Regions from separate parts of the Mus musculus genome. Here region 2 is linked to region 1. The links are chromatin contacts, called in public HiChIP or PLAC-seq maps. All regions are on one chromosome and are shown on one strand. Each heading gives the region's core, a stretch centred on a gene start, on an enhancer-like site or on the middle of the called end of the contact. The rest is flanking DNA. Distances are from core to core; before and after follow the strand shown. Region 1 has its middle 130 kb from the start of Gm39467. Region 2 overlaps 2610035D17Rik (RIKEN cDNA 2610035D17 gene).

Evidence for each region. HiChIP or PLAC-seq counts read pairs in DNA pulled down with a chosen protein or histone mark.
Region 2: an HNF4G HiChIP or PLAC-seq map of pancreatic cancer cells shows a contact between it and region 1. The contact joins two enhancer-like sites. A contact is called at or near these places in 9 of 484 Hi-C or Micro-C datasets (the AML12 cell line, cerebral cortex, cranial neural crest and 5 more), 5 of 115 datasets of contacts at active chromatin or transcription factors (astrocytes, differentiating embryonic stem cells, neural progenitor cells and 2 more) and 1 of 9 other capture datasets (embryonic tail).

The regions. Positions count from the first base shown.
Region 1 is chr11:113,004,973-113,012,373 of GRCm38.p6, forward strand. No RefSeq gene overlaps it. Among named protein-coding and RNA genes, the nearest start is that of Gm39467, 130 kb to the right of the region's middle. Within about 2 kb of position 3,834, at least 38 of the 459 cell types and tissues checked have an H3K27ac peak or open chromatin away from gene starts, as enhancers often do. A contact at or near this core is called in pancreatic cancer cells, where this site is marked.
Region 2 is chr11:113,143,111-113,150,511 of GRCm38.p6, forward strand. The region is part of intron 1 of 2610035D17Rik (RIKEN cDNA 2610035D17 gene); the gene reads right to left. The region is part of intron 1 of LOC115487747 (a long non-coding RNA gene); the gene reads right to left. Among named protein-coding and RNA genes, the nearest start is that of Gm39467, 13 kb to the left of the region's middle. Within about 2 kb of position 4,656, at least 34 of the 459 cell types and tissues checked have an H3K27ac peak or open chromatin away from gene starts, as enhancers often do. A contact at or near this core is called in pancreatic cancer cells, where this site is marked.

The DNA.
Region 1 (7,401 bases), core at 2,584-5,083:
TGTCTGGGATGAGATAAGCATCCTGTTGGTCCCCAGCATACCCACGAGTCCACTGAGGTGTCTTCATTCCCTCCTCCATTGCACGTCCCCAAGGGTAGTCCTTGATCAATGAGATACTCAGAGCTGGACATATTCCTGTAGACATGGTCTGCTCCAGCCGGAAGACCCTCTAATGGCACCTTCCTGGATCTGTATGCCATCTGTCCGTTCAGGCAGGCAGCCTATGAGTATTTTCCTGTTCTTAGCAACAGTCACACTGGTGGATCATATTATGCTTGTGGTCAATTGAAACCTCCAGGTCCCTTTCATGTGAGCTGCTGCCAACATGGAGCTCTCTAATCTAGTTCTCGCGCTTCTGAATTTGAAACCACATGAAACTGAACGGCGAGAGCTGAAAGTCTTCCATCTTGTGGGCTTTGGCCGAACACTGGGGTCTGTAGAGATTACTGAGGGCCCCGACACTTGCATCATACACGCTGGCTCTGCTCCTTGGTCTAGTGTCATCTTTAGACTTTCTTGATCTTCAGTCAGTTCACTGATACAAAGTGAGGCAGGGATGCAGTGCACACACACACACCCCCACCCCACCTCAGCACAACTGACTTAAAATAAGCCTTTGATTCATACCTTGGGCATGCTTGTTTAATCATCTGGGAAGCTGCAGAGTGGGACTATTCTCCATAGTCCACGTCCACTCCTTGAAACAGACGGTCAAATGAAACCTCATTCATTTAGTGATTACTCTTTGAAAGCATCTAATTTCCCCAATCTATCATTCTTACTGAATTCAGCACGCTATAAACCCAGCTAATCCGCAGCCAGAGTGACTTAGCTGATGTCTCACAGCTTATTATTAACAGAAACCCAAGTTGGAATTTAGGTATCCTGAACCCTCCCCCATCCCCACCCCCACCCCCACCCCCACCTCCCACCCCCACCCCAGGCTTCCCACATAACCAGGAATGTAATGTTCACTCAGTATACCAAGATACTCGGCCTCAACATAGAAACTGGCACTTACGTGGTACCACGTGACCAGCGGGATTCTGAGATGTTCACATATCTCCGAGCTTGCAGCACCCCATCCATCAATCCGTCTTGCCCTTCCAATTAGGAGGACAAGAAGCACAGCCTGCCAAGTGGCATGTTGGGTAAACTACTTGGAGTCATTCGGAATGACTCACACCACGTGCAGGTCTGTGCTCATCAGGTGCTTGGGTGGGGGGAACCCCCCACCCCCATCCCAGATCCCAGGATGTCCATCCAGCCCCATCTCCCTTTCACAGATTCTGAGGTCAGCTCTCAGTGAGGACGGCTGTTCAGGGTGAACAAGGCCCTGGGTCCCAGATCGATGCAGAAGTAGAAATTCCTGGGTTATTTTTAAGTTCAAGGTCCTTCTGAGGCTGTAGCCAAGAAGAGGTTCTGTGGATCTGATAAGAAACTGCACTAATTAACGCTAATTTGCTGGTAAGGAGATGTTTCTAAAGGTTGGAAAAACTTGTTACTTCAAGTAGACCAAATAACCTCCCTTCCTCCATCCAATACTGTTTACATCATTAATTCTTACTTAATCCTTTCATCACAAAGCATTCAAAGGCAAACCTAAAACAGAGTGAAATTATCCTGAATTCTTAGTGAAAGAAGCCCTTTGTAATTACAATATGTGTATATTTAGATCTGTGCTTTCAGGCTCTTACTGGAGACTAGGAGAAAGTCATCAGAATTCAAATAATATTTTGTTTTCCAAATTCTAGAACCACCTGTCTTGTTCATTTGAATTTTTAATGCTAGTATGTTTAATCAGATAACTCTATTATAAGTAGAATCAAGCCCCAGACTATGAACTTTCCTTCATTATCACAGCTAACCTTCCCAACAACTGTAGAAATAGGAGAGCAAATTAGCCCCATTTACAGATGGAGAAAGTGAGGCTCGAAGAAGCCATACTGCGGGGAACTGGGGAGACTGTTCAGTAAACAAGTGCAAAGACTTGAGTTTGATCCCCAGAACCTGTAAGAGAGGTGGTGCACTCTTGTACTTCAAGGGCTGAGAATATGGGAGAAAGGAGGGTTCCTGGGGCTTGCTGCTCAGCCAGCCTAACCTACTTGGCTAGCCCTAGGTCTGTGAGAAAGCTTATCTCAGAAAAGGGTGAGCAGTACCTGAGAAATAGACCTAGACTCATTCATATATATGCACACACACCTCGTACACATGTGCTCAGGAACACACACATGCACACACACACCTCATCCATACACATACCTCACACACATATGACTAGGAACACACACATATACACACTTCATACACATGTGCACAGAAACACACACACAGGCACACAAACCTCATATATATGTGCATAGGAATATACACACATGCACACACACACATACATACCTCATATACATGTGCACAGGAACACACACACCTCATACACACGTGCACAGGAACACACATATGCACCCACATACCTCATATGCATGTGCACAGGAACACCACACACACACAACACGAGTCACCTGTTGCACAAAACTTGCAAACCTCAGCCTGAATCTAGCAAGATCTTTTTTGAGCAGACGCAGGCAGTGGTCAACAACTGGAGGCTTTCAAGGACCCATGGAAACACTTGAAACTCTTTTTTTAAGAAAGAAAGAAAGAAAGAAAGAAAGAAAGAAAGAAAGAAAGAAAGAAAGAAAGAAAGAAAGAAAGAAAGAAAGAAAGGAAGGAAGGAAGGAAGGAAGGAAGGAAGGAAGATAGACAGACAGACAGACAGACAGAAAGGGAAAGGAAAGGAAAGGAAAGGAAAGGAAAGGAAAGGAAAGGAAAGGAAAGGAAAGGAAAGGAAAGGGAAAGGAAAGGAAAGGAAAGGAAAGGAAAGGAAAGGAAAGGAAAGGAAAGGAAACTATTGGTTCCCAAATACAGAGAACTTTAATTCCCATTACAGATTTTAAGTTACCTATTTACAAAATAGCAGTGTCTGCTATGGCCGTTAGTCAACTCTCAGTTATAAGAGAAAAAAAAAGAAAGAAAGAAAGAAAGAAAGAAAGAAAGAAAGAAAGAAAGAAAGAAAGAAAGGAAGGAAGGAAGGAAGGAAGGAAGAAAGAAAGAAAGAAAGAAAGGAAGGAAGGAAGAAAGAAAGCAAGCTGGAATCACAAGGTTAGATTTTTTTTCCTAACTCTCGAACCAACCAAAAGTTATTACCTTCCCCCATTCCCCTTTCCCTTATGAAATTACATTTAATGTGGGGTGGGGTGGGCTTTAATGTTCTTGGGTGGGATCCCTAAAACTAAGACGCCTTGGAGACTCCTAATTTCCTACACTAGCCTAGTGGTTCTGAGCCTTGCTACACTATATTGCAAGATCCAAGGGAATAACTCAGAGTCTATGACATCACATAGGCCTTTTGTTCTTGATATTTTTATATTAATCTACTCATCAATCTCTCCTATATCTTCCCTTGTAGTATATACTCAGGTTGGAAGGCATAAAGCTGTTATTTCTTCCAAAAACAATCAGCAGTGCTCTAACACAAAGGATCTGGAGTAAGTCTGAGGCCCTAGGGAGATGGTGCTATTGGCTTATAGAGTATTTCAGGATGGCTATGACCGGGGGCAAGACCAACTGGGGACTGGACTCTGTCACGGGTTCAGCAAGAACTTGGCCCAGCTCAAACAGACCAGCTCACCCCTGGGGGCAGGACCAGGCTGTTCCATGGGAGTTGAATAGGTCATTGGCGCAGGAAGTTTGCCAAACCTCATGTCCATCTGTCTGCAGAGAAGTCACATGCAGTGTGCTGGTCACCACAACCCCTTGCTTCCTTGAGGGAGTGTCCAGGCCAGGAGTGTTGGGCTTTTTGCCCAGCTATCAGGAGGCTCCCTACCCCTCACCCTCACGAGGCCCTTTGTATCCATCAGAAGCCAAAGCAAATAAACAAAAGCAAAGTTTTGATCTAGAGAGAGTTCTAGACAATCCTGCTAAAGGGAAGCAGTGGAGAGCTTCAGGGTGGTGCTCACATTGACCCCTCCTAAGCACCACTCCAAACAATCAACAGCCCTGGGCTTCTTCCCGTGTTTGGGAGAAGATACCTTTGAGTAGCTGTCCTGAGACCTCAGGGCTATCATAACTCTAGTGGTTCTGAGAGGCACAGTTGTCCATTTGCAATAGGAAGGATTCAGAGACCCTGAGTGGCTGGCATAAAGGCACATGGTAAGGCCGTCAGTGAAGGCAAGATTGCCATCCTGAGAGTAGTTAGGCTTCTACAATTGCTCTGGTGTCCCCCTGGCCGTTCCTCCAAAAGAAAGTGACCTCAAATCTTCCACTTTGGAATACAAAACCCCAGAGGCTGTGGGCCCTGCTGGGAGAAGGTCCCCGATGATGAATAACTCAGGTTTTTGACTCCCGAGTAATGTTTGTGTCCCCAGGACCTGGTAACTTAGATGATATTTGTCACTCTCATGCTTTGACTAAGCCAGGAGCTGACTCCTGCTGGCTGAGTGGGTAGGTGTGGCCACCCTCCCACACAACCCTCCCATGCACCCCTCCCACACAGAGCCACTGCAGCTTCTCCTGAGCTAGTTACCTCACACCCACCCACCAGCCACCCACCAAGGCAGGGCAGCTTACGTTTGGGCTGTCAGTGGCTTCTCACTTTCTGTCAGTTCGGGGTTCCTCCCGTGGGGCACCCGGAACATTCTCTCAGAATGGAACTGCTCCACCCACTTCATGCTTCCCAGTATAGGCAAAACTCATAAGACACCCCCAAAACGCACTCAGCAAGTTCAGGATATGTTACGAGTCTGCAACATCTTAAGGACATTCAGAAGACTAGGGGGCCTCCTAAACCCGTACTGTGTCTAGCAAAATAAGCTCTCAGCTTAGTCTCTAGCACCTAGCCATCCTGTCCCATCAGTCAAGGGCCCTGGAGTTACCTGAAACAAACAGACTGTGCCTTCAAGGAGCTCTGGGGCTGGGGAGGAAGACTTTTAAGGACACAGGTGGACCGGGGCTGGAGATGTAGCTTTGTTGGTACAGTGCTTGCTTAGCTTGCCTTGAGCCCTGGGTTCAATCTCCAGCATCACATAAAGTAAGCATCACTGTAATCCTGATACCTCGCGGGTAGAGTTAGGAGGGCCACAAGCTCCAAATCATCCTTGGTTACACAGCGAGTTTAAGGCCAGCCTGGACTATCTGAGATTCTGTCCCAATCCCCACTCCCCAAAAATTCAGGGCCTGCAGAGATGGACCAGTGGTTAAAAGCACTTGCTGAGAAAAACATAAGAACCCACATAAAACCCGGGTGTCGTCATGTGCACAGGTAACCCCATTGCTGTGGGGAGTGGAGACAAAAGATCACTGGGACTGCTGGCTGCTGGCTGCTGGCTGCTGGCTGCCGGCTGCCAGCCTAACTCCTAGGTCAGTGAGGACTCTGTCTCAAGGCAGAATTGATAGTACAAGATATTGGACCTGTTCCTCTAGCCTCTGCACGTGTGCACAGATATGCACATCTGCATACGCACATGCACACAGTTTCAAGTTTAAAAATTCAAACAAAGTGATGGGGGCATTGTATACCATACAACTCGAAGCCAGAAGAGGGGGCTTCACAGATATAGATAAGGCAGCCTGGAGTGACAGCAGATTAACTCACTCTCCCACCCATGAAAAGTCCACTGGCAGACTAATCCAGGAGTTGGGAGGGAGCTATTGCTTGCATTAGAGTCTAGAACCTAAAGCTCACCCCCGCTAGCTCCATTTGATGCGGCCTGACTAGACAGAAACTCACACAAGTTTGTCCAGGGGTATTCTCCCTGAGAAATCACAAGGGTCTTCAGGCCCTGTCCCTTGGGCTGGTAGCAGATTCTCTAGAACCAGGAGGCTAGCATGCGAGGGCCTCAGTCAATGGAGTTTGTGTCACTGGAGGCAATCAATATGCAAGCCTGAAAGACAGGCTCAGGAGTGTACCGTGGGCAGGCAGGGGTGTGGAGGGTGAGATTTCCTTTTGGCTGGGTCATCTTTCCCATGATCATGTTAAGTCTCAACTATTTCCAGTAAATGTGTCTGTACACAGGACAGTGGGTCACCTTCTGGTCCCAGCTGCTGCCAGGAACAGTGGTCAACAGCGAGATGTCTGATTGCCAGCCTGATCCCGTGACTCATTCATCAGGGACTCCAGAATGAGTTGGCTGAGCTTAGGCAGGCTTCTTCCAATAAGAGGGCAGACACCCTCAGGTCACTCAACTCCAAGGTGGCTCCACAGGACGAAGGCTCTAAGGTAGTGGGCACACAGCCTAGCATGTAGAGGCTTATGACATACAAGGTATCGGATGCCTTTCCTCTTGGCTGATCAGAGTGCTAGGCTCTAGGCTACAGATTCGGTAACATTATTTCAGCTCTCCAGGAGCATGTTAGATGATTTTCCCTCCATCTACAAATGAAGAAACTGAAGGTCAGTAACTCTTGCTGAGCCACCCCATCCAAGTGGCTGCACAGAGTACTACAGCTGCTTCATCTGACCCCAATGTTGTCTCTCCTCCAGAGCCACCTTCTTCTAGTTATTCTAAGGGCAGATGGGCAGGACTGACTGAGAAATAGGGTACGGAGAGTTAGAGAGAAACAGGGTGCCAAGAGCTAGCACGAGGCTTGAAATGCAGGCGGTTGGTCACAGCTTCTCCAACCTGCCTTCACCTGATGGGCTCAGACCAACAGAGGTCCCGCCAAGAAGTGGGCAACCAGTTGAAGCCTGTGCCTCCACATTCTGTTTCCCATCTTCTGCCAGCTCTGAAGTGCCAGGCAGCCACCTCCCTACCACCCAGAGAGGACAGAGAACACCAGTGCCTGGCACAAAAGCCCGCCTCTGGGGCCTGGTCCCTGGCTCATTGCACTCAGCTGTCGGATTAAAGGGGCTCAGACTAAGGTCGTCCTGCTTGGAAACTGGCAGGGCTACCCTACACCAAGGCAGGAGGCCCTTCCTTCCTCTGGGCTCTCCAGGAGGCCATCAGACATCCTGAAGGAGCCATGGTCAGAGAACACAGGTTAGGTTAGCATCCACTTTTCTTTCTAACCATTACAGAAGGCAGGAGTCCTCAGAGGCCCCAGGTGATCTTTCTCTGGGAGAAGGAAGTTCAGAATAGTTGGGAGTTCCTGGATGGAGGACACTGGCCTAACGCTTAAAGGTATGGTCCTGTTCCACGGAAGACTTCCTGCTCATGGTTTGTTTAGGGTAGATCACTTCAAAAAGGCCTACAACCACGTCATGAAGAAAATCGCAAACTATGATCCAGGGGGAAAAACCAGGTCAAGCTTCGTGGAACTAGGCCACCAGCAAGGAGTCTCTGGCGCCCAGTGTTTACAAAGCCGGGCACTCATGGTACATGGAAAACATCAGCCATCCAGGGAGGTTAG
Region 2 (7,401 bases), core at 3,406-5,905, 140 kb after region 1:
ATAAGTAGGGTGATTTACTTTCTGGGTTGTAAGCAGAGTGGAGGAGGGTGGGAGAGCTTCTATGCCAGATGATTCTGGAAGCAGCCTGCCCTCACCACCCAGGCCATCCCAGGGCAGATGACAGACGGTATGAGCTGTTGGGAGCTGTGAGGTGTTCAGCTCCTACGCCAGTCTTCTCCAGAAGGGGCTGAATTTGGGTGCCTATGTTCACAGTTTCCTTCGTGTGGACATAGTCCAGATGCCATAAAGGTTAGCCATAGTGTGGGCAGGTGTCATTCACTCAATAGCCCAAGAGCCTGCTGTCAACCAGACATTGGGGACACAATGTGGACTAAACCCAGTCACCTCCCCAGCATAGTGGTGGGGACCGATGTTGACTAAGCAAACATAATAAATATAGAAGTCCAAATTGGGATGCTCTTTCCAACTGTTGGCAATCTGCAGTATAAGGTAGCCAACAAACTCAAGACAGCCATGATGGAGCTGGACCCTGCCAAAGAAACTCTTGATCTGCCCTTGACTCTGGATAAGTTAAGCCTCTTTCTCGGCTACAAAATGGGTCACCAAAGAGACACACATTTCAGGAATTAGCTAACTGAAAAACCTCGATAACAGCTAGCTTGTGTTAGCAGAAGGAACTTCTGGACGTTAAGATGTTAAGTTGTTGAGGCTCAGAATGTCTCTTAGCACAGTCTAGAGACCCCCCACTCATCTCTTCCCCAGCAGCCAGACCTGGGCTTTCCTCATCTCTCAGGAGACTCTGATAGACTTCTTCCAGCTGACTCCAGCCAGAACCTCTGAGCACTGCCATTATTACAGTCCTGGGTCTCTTTAAGCAGCCACTGCCAGCACTGTGGGGGATTCGTGGTGATTCAGCCCTGGCCCAGTGAGCTGGACACACAATCGCTCAGCCAGGATATGGCCATGAGCCCACAAGCCGCTGCGAGGAGACAAAGCTGTTCTTGGGCCTTCTAAAGTTCCCCCTGACCCCTGCTGTGTTCGATGGGCAGGCATATTCTGTCCAGCCTCTATCCCCAAGGTGGACTAAGGCTGGCTTCACTCTCTTGGGGGCTTGAAGGCAAGACAATTGTTCCAGCAGAGAAATCAGACAACTGACAGAAAACAAAAACAAAAAAGAAAAAAGAAAGAAAACCAAGCATGTTTCCATCTCCCTTCACGAAGCTTATCTGTGCGGAGGCCCCGTCTCTGCTCATGTCCTCTTTGGATGGGGAGGAGGGGCAGCAAAGGGGCTTTATCAGACTCATTCAAATGTGCTGCTGGTCCTGGGAGCTCAGGAATACGGCTTTGAGGGCTGCCTGGCCAGTTTCCATCCTGTTTCCAAGCAACCTGACATGCAATCCATCCATCGGAACCTTATCACGGAGTCAGTGAGCCGGAAGGCGCTGAAGAGCTCTCTGCCCGGACTCCCTACACCAAAGCCTGAGGGGAGACTCCTGGAGATTGGAAAAGAAGGTACAGTCTTTGCCCAGGGCTCACAGTGACCCCAAGAATTAGAGAGTAAGACCAGGACTGGTGGTGCAGGCCAAGGGTCCTGGACGCTCAGGACGCTGTAGCACAGAGATCAAAAGATCAAGGTCTCTCTGGGCTGGAGTGAATTCAAGGCCAACCTGGGAACTTAGTGTGACCCTGTCCCAGGGACTGAAAATGGAAACTGGGCAGTAGCTAAGTGAGGAGAGGTTGTCTGGCATATGGTGAGCCCTACATTCAACCCCAGGTAATGGGAGAATGACACAAAAAAACAGGGAGAGAGGGCTGAAGGAGGGAGGGGGAAAGAGAGAGAGAGAGAGAAGGAAGGAGGGAAGAGAAAGAGAGGGAGAGAGGAAGGGGAGAGAGAGAGGAGGGAGAGAGAAGGAGGGGAAGAAGAGAGGAAATGGAGGGAGGGAAGGAAGGAGGGAGGGGACCTAGATTTGAGCAGAGCTGAGGCCAGGTAGCTCACTTCAGGACCCTGCCCACTTATTCGCCTTCTTGTTTCCCGGTGCAGTTCACACAAGGGTCTTGTAAGAATATGCTCTGGGAAGGAAGAGCAAGCATGTTAGATCTCCTTTTGCCTCTCTTGTAGCTATGACCACCCTTAAAATGCACAGGCAAAGATCTAACAGTGTTCCTTCAGTTTCCCCAAAGCAGAAAGCAAAGGGGTCCTTCACCTGTGTCTGTCACCAAGGCTACTTCTCATTTTGCTTGAAACGGCTGCAGTTCAAGACCTGTTGACATCCCATGTGCTGAAGCCCCTGAGCACAGTGCTGGCAGTGGCTGCTTTAAGAGTCCCAGGGTTGTAATAATGGCAGTGATCAGAGGTTTGGGCTGGAGTCAGCTGTGAACTCAGAGTCACAGTGTTCCAAGCCTGCTTCTCAGGAGGACCTTAGACAGAAAAGCCTGCCCTAAAAGTCAAACTGCACTAAACACCAACTGAGGATGGTTATTACTGTATATACACCACACAGCACCAATTCTGACTCGAAAATAAAGTGCACAGCATCCCCTTTTCTGATGAAAACTACACACATCTATACTCACAATGGCACAGAGATGCTATGAAAGAAATGGACAGCGTTTTGTTTTGAGTATGTGACACTTATTTTTTTAAATTTGAGAAAAAAATGAAAGCTCCCTCCTTTAGGATACAAAACGTGAGTTCAAAGAGCCAAGCAAGGCAATAACTGACCTCCTCTGGGTCCTTCCCCAGGAAGATGCTTGACCAAAAGGCCACTGAACACTGGCCAAGAATGGGCGCCACAGCTGGGCAGTGGGCCCCACCCAGAGGGCAGCCCACCCCCTCCCTTTACACCACAAGACACACAGGCCAAGGGCCAATGATCCCCAGGCATGAAACCAAATGAACAAAGAGGTTACACAACTCCGTAATCACATGAGAGCCAAGATGGGACCTGACATCATAAGACCACCAAAGTCTCCCCAGCCTTTAGTGTGAGCTCATAGGATAAATAAACAACCGTGATTAATCAGATTATAAATATATAACAATAAACAGCATAAACATAATAATCAACTTCTCAGAACCATACTTGAGTCCATAAAGTTAGCTTTCTGCCAACATACAAAGGGGCAAGAGGCTCAGGGGGACCTATGAATCCTTTTCTACTTTCTGGAACCCATTGCATGTCACCCAAGATTAATACACCTGTGGCCATGGCCCTGCAAGGTCAGCTTGGTGAAACTGAAACACGAGAGAATGTAAAATGGCTGTGGATTGGGACAAAGTCCAAAGACAGGATGGCAAAAGAAAAATGAGAAAAAAAAGAAAGAAGAAACAGGGCCACTTAGTTGCTGTTTTGGGTAGAAGCAAGACTTCCTCTTTGTCCCAGATCTGAGTCCTGAAAACTACAAATGTGCATCTAATTTAAAGACACGCTGAAGTCCTATGAACTTTCTAGAATTTTCCAAACGCTCAAAAATCATGGCAAACATCAACAGGGTAGAAGTGGAGGGTTCCATACTGATAATTTCTTGAGTCCAGATTTTACTGATAGCCAGTAGGTTGTACATATCCATATCACAGGTACCAGACCCAGTGACTGACTGCTGTTAGTGAACTCACCATGGCCCTGGAGGTGGATCACCCATCTTGTTCTGTGGGTGGAGATACCAACATCACAAAGCCAGGCGACTGTAGAGCCAGGACTCCAACCCCACACCCTAATGTTATACATGACTTTCACATGATATGTCAGGTTTGGAAACAGAACCTGGGAGGACAGTAACTGTGGGAAGAAGGAAAAGAGAGACCTGGCCGTTTCAGCAAATTAGGAATGACCTCGCTGAACACACGGAGGTGGGGGGGGGGACGACTCAGCCATTGACGGTGACACCAGGAGCTCATGCCAGGAATAAGGAGCTGCTGCCAGAGACAAGTTGAGTCACCCACCAGCTCCTACCAGTCGCCACACTGTTCCTTGGAAGACCTGGGTTTTGGAAGGCAAACATGGATGGCAGGACCTTGACGCTATCCTGCTCAGTAAGAGGAACACAGGGCACACAGCGATGCTGTGTGGCAAATCCATGCATGGCACAGACGAACAGTGCGGTGGTTGCTATGGGTGGGGCAGACTACCTGGTGAGGATGGGGACAAGGGCCTGATGGGTGTGCCCTTTCCTTTGGAATGGTATGTGTCTATGTCCAAACCCTTCAAAATTGCGTCTATCAAGTACATGCAACTTTTGCATAGCAATTATAGCTTAAGAAAGGCGACAGTGGTAAGAACTATACTATACTGTGAATGTCCTTATTGCAGCTGAATTATACTGTGCAAAATGGTTAAAACTGTTGATTTGATATTATATGCATTCTGCCACAGCTAAAAAGGAAGCAACTCTCTGTTAAAGAGCCTCTGACCTTGTTCAATCAAGCATGAGACGTATGCATGGAGCCAGGGCTCGGGCTCTGTGACCACTGGGCTCAGAACTGGACGTTCCCCTAAGACCCTCAAGTTTATACAGTCATGTTTAGAGAGAGGGTGGGGCAGGCGGGAGGAAAGGAAGGAGGGCGCCAGCAGCCAGCTGCTGGCCAGGAGCTAGAGCGGCCTCCTGGGCTCAGGCAGCCCGCACCCTGCAGCCCCCTGGCCTCGGCCCACCTGGCAGGCACCATGGCTACTTTCATGAGGCTGGGAGCCCAGTGTCCTTGGTCTGCATTAGAGAGTCAACAACCATTTATCTGGACCAGGCGAACAAGGCGGCGTCAGTGGCAGAACTGACAATATTTAATGACTGGGGGTGGGGACACTTTGTAGGTTGGAGGAAGGCTGGAAGGAAAGGAACCAGAGAGCGTGCTGAGAACTCTGGGGAAATTCTGTGTGGGGGTGGGGGTGGGGGTGGGGAGAGAGATAAAAGGGGCTATAAAGCAATTTTGACAGGTTAACAGACAGGTAATATTCTAGCAGTGTTTACTTAACCAGGCTAGCGCTTCATGCAGCGCAGAGGAAGCTAGGGCACGAGAGCCTGGGCAGCCGAAGCCTGCAGGCAAACAAAGATCCAGTCAGAGAAAACCAAATACAGCCAGGCCCATGCTGGCAGCCCTGTGGCCTCTCCTCCGGCTCGGAAGCCACCCGGAGATGCTTCCGGGACACCCATCTGTGAGCGAACTTCCAGCCTGGTTCTTCCAGGTACCGCCACGTGGAACATAGCCTGGCTTCTAACTGCCTTGTCAGACCACCAGATCCACGTGTCCACCTCAGAGACTCATCTTAGAGGGCCGGACTTTGAGCTAGGTTTCGTGGCCCCGGCCTGTAATCTCAACACTGGTAGACTGAGGTGGGAGGGCTATATATTCAAGGGAGGAATCACATAGGCAACTTGAGGTACACAGCAAGACCCGACCCTGTTATCTAAAAACAAAACTCAAAGTAACACAATAGCTAACTAAGCAAGGTGACATGGCCCCACCAGTGTCCCAGGGCTCAGAATATTTACCATTGATGAAATGCATGTCAGCTCTAAAACTCCAATCTACCTCACCCAGACCCAAAGCCCCATCCCGGTATCTCCTCACTCTTATACACTAGGTAAACTCCAAACTCTGAGCCTCAATATCCACATCTATTGGATAATACAATATCTCTTGCCAGGTTGGTATATTGTTAATGATTATGAATTCATGTCACTGATGCAAATAATGTATAATAATTATGAGGAATAAAATACATGCAGATTAAAGAAATAAATGTGGATTGACGATGGGAGAAACCATATGCATCTTAGATTCCTTCTAGAAGTCTCTGGCACCTAGCGGGATGGTGATGATCTGAATACAGCAATCCCACCTATAGACTTAATCTTGAAAATCTGTGCACATCATTGCATGGCAAGACCTGCCTTCATAGAATAAAGAAAAAAAATCTCCTTACAGGAACCAGAAGAGGTGTTGTGCTGACTGAGGAGCCAGGGAAAAACACCCAAGACACCCTGGTTCTCCGAGGCCCTGGCAGCCCCGCTGAGTAACTGGATATGGCTGGCTCCATGTTCATGTATTTCTCCGAGAACATAAAAGTGTTCAAAGCCATTGAACCAGCACTCGAGGGGTGCCAAGATCATGACTTCATTTCCTACAGGCTTGCCTGCCTCTGTTACAGGACACTATTCTGAGGTTGGATTATATATTTTTAGGTTATTTGGAAAATCATTGTGGCTTTAAATAATAAAATTCTGAGTGACATCTGTCAACCTCAATTACGCTGAGCCTGCTAAGCAGAGTTTTCTTTCTCTCCCCCCTCCCTTTTTTTATTCATTTTTAAAAGTGCAATGAAGTAAGTGTTACCCAGAAAGGTTTGCAAGAGTCTGCAAGGTTGTGTATTAAACACTTTATTGAAACTGGTCCCAAGGGCTTACACTAGAGACTCTGCTACAGGCCTGGGGTGGTACACACAAGGGCTGAACTTGGTAGGAACCAGCAATATCTATGAAAAAACCACAGGGCCATCTGGTCAACCTCTTCATTGTGCCATCAGGGAAGCAGAGACCCAAGGATTCACATTCATAGTTGGCCACAAGGAAACCAGGACACAATATAGGTTTCCCCTAGGCTCTGTTCAGTAGAATTCTCCAAACTATCCTGGAGGCTCATCATTTTCTCCTGTTCCGTTGATGAGGTTCCCAATGGCTATGCCAGTCAGCAATCTCACAGATGCCTCTGTTCATCCCCATGAATCTCTGCCCGTCCTGTTTTATTTTAAAGATTCAATCATTATCCTTACTTTGAAAAGTATGTCTTGATTTTTCATCATTTGAGTCTTACCTTAAAAAGCTGTGATGGTTTGGAAGTTCTATTAGCAACATAAACGGCAAATGTCTGAAAGCAGCCACCATCCTCTTGAGAGGTCAGGGACCCTCCACTCAACATCTCTCCAAAGCCATCCATTACACACACACACACACACACACACACACACACACACACACACACATCCATTCACCACCAACAAGCCTTGAGCATCTAGGATTGTTAGAATTCCCTGTACTAGAGGAAAATATGTATACACAGGAAAGTTGCACCCAAGAGCTTAAAATGAATACCTATGTGTACAAAGAACACACCTGACACAGACAAATACAAATGAAGAGCTGTCAAGAGTCAAATATTGGCTGAAGAGCAGGCTTAGAGATTAAAAACACTTACTGCCCTTGCAGAGAACCCAGTTCATTCCCAGCACCTATGTCAGGAGACTCAAAATTACTTATAACCACTACTCCAGGGAATCTGGTGCCTCAGTCCTCCATGGGCACACACATTCATATGCACACATGCACATAATTAAAAATAAATTAGATCTTTAAAAACATTTGAGAAGTTAAACACAACCTTTCTTGGTAGTCAAGGAAAAGAAAGCTAGATATTTGACAAGAAACCTGAACCCAAAAGCTTACATACAA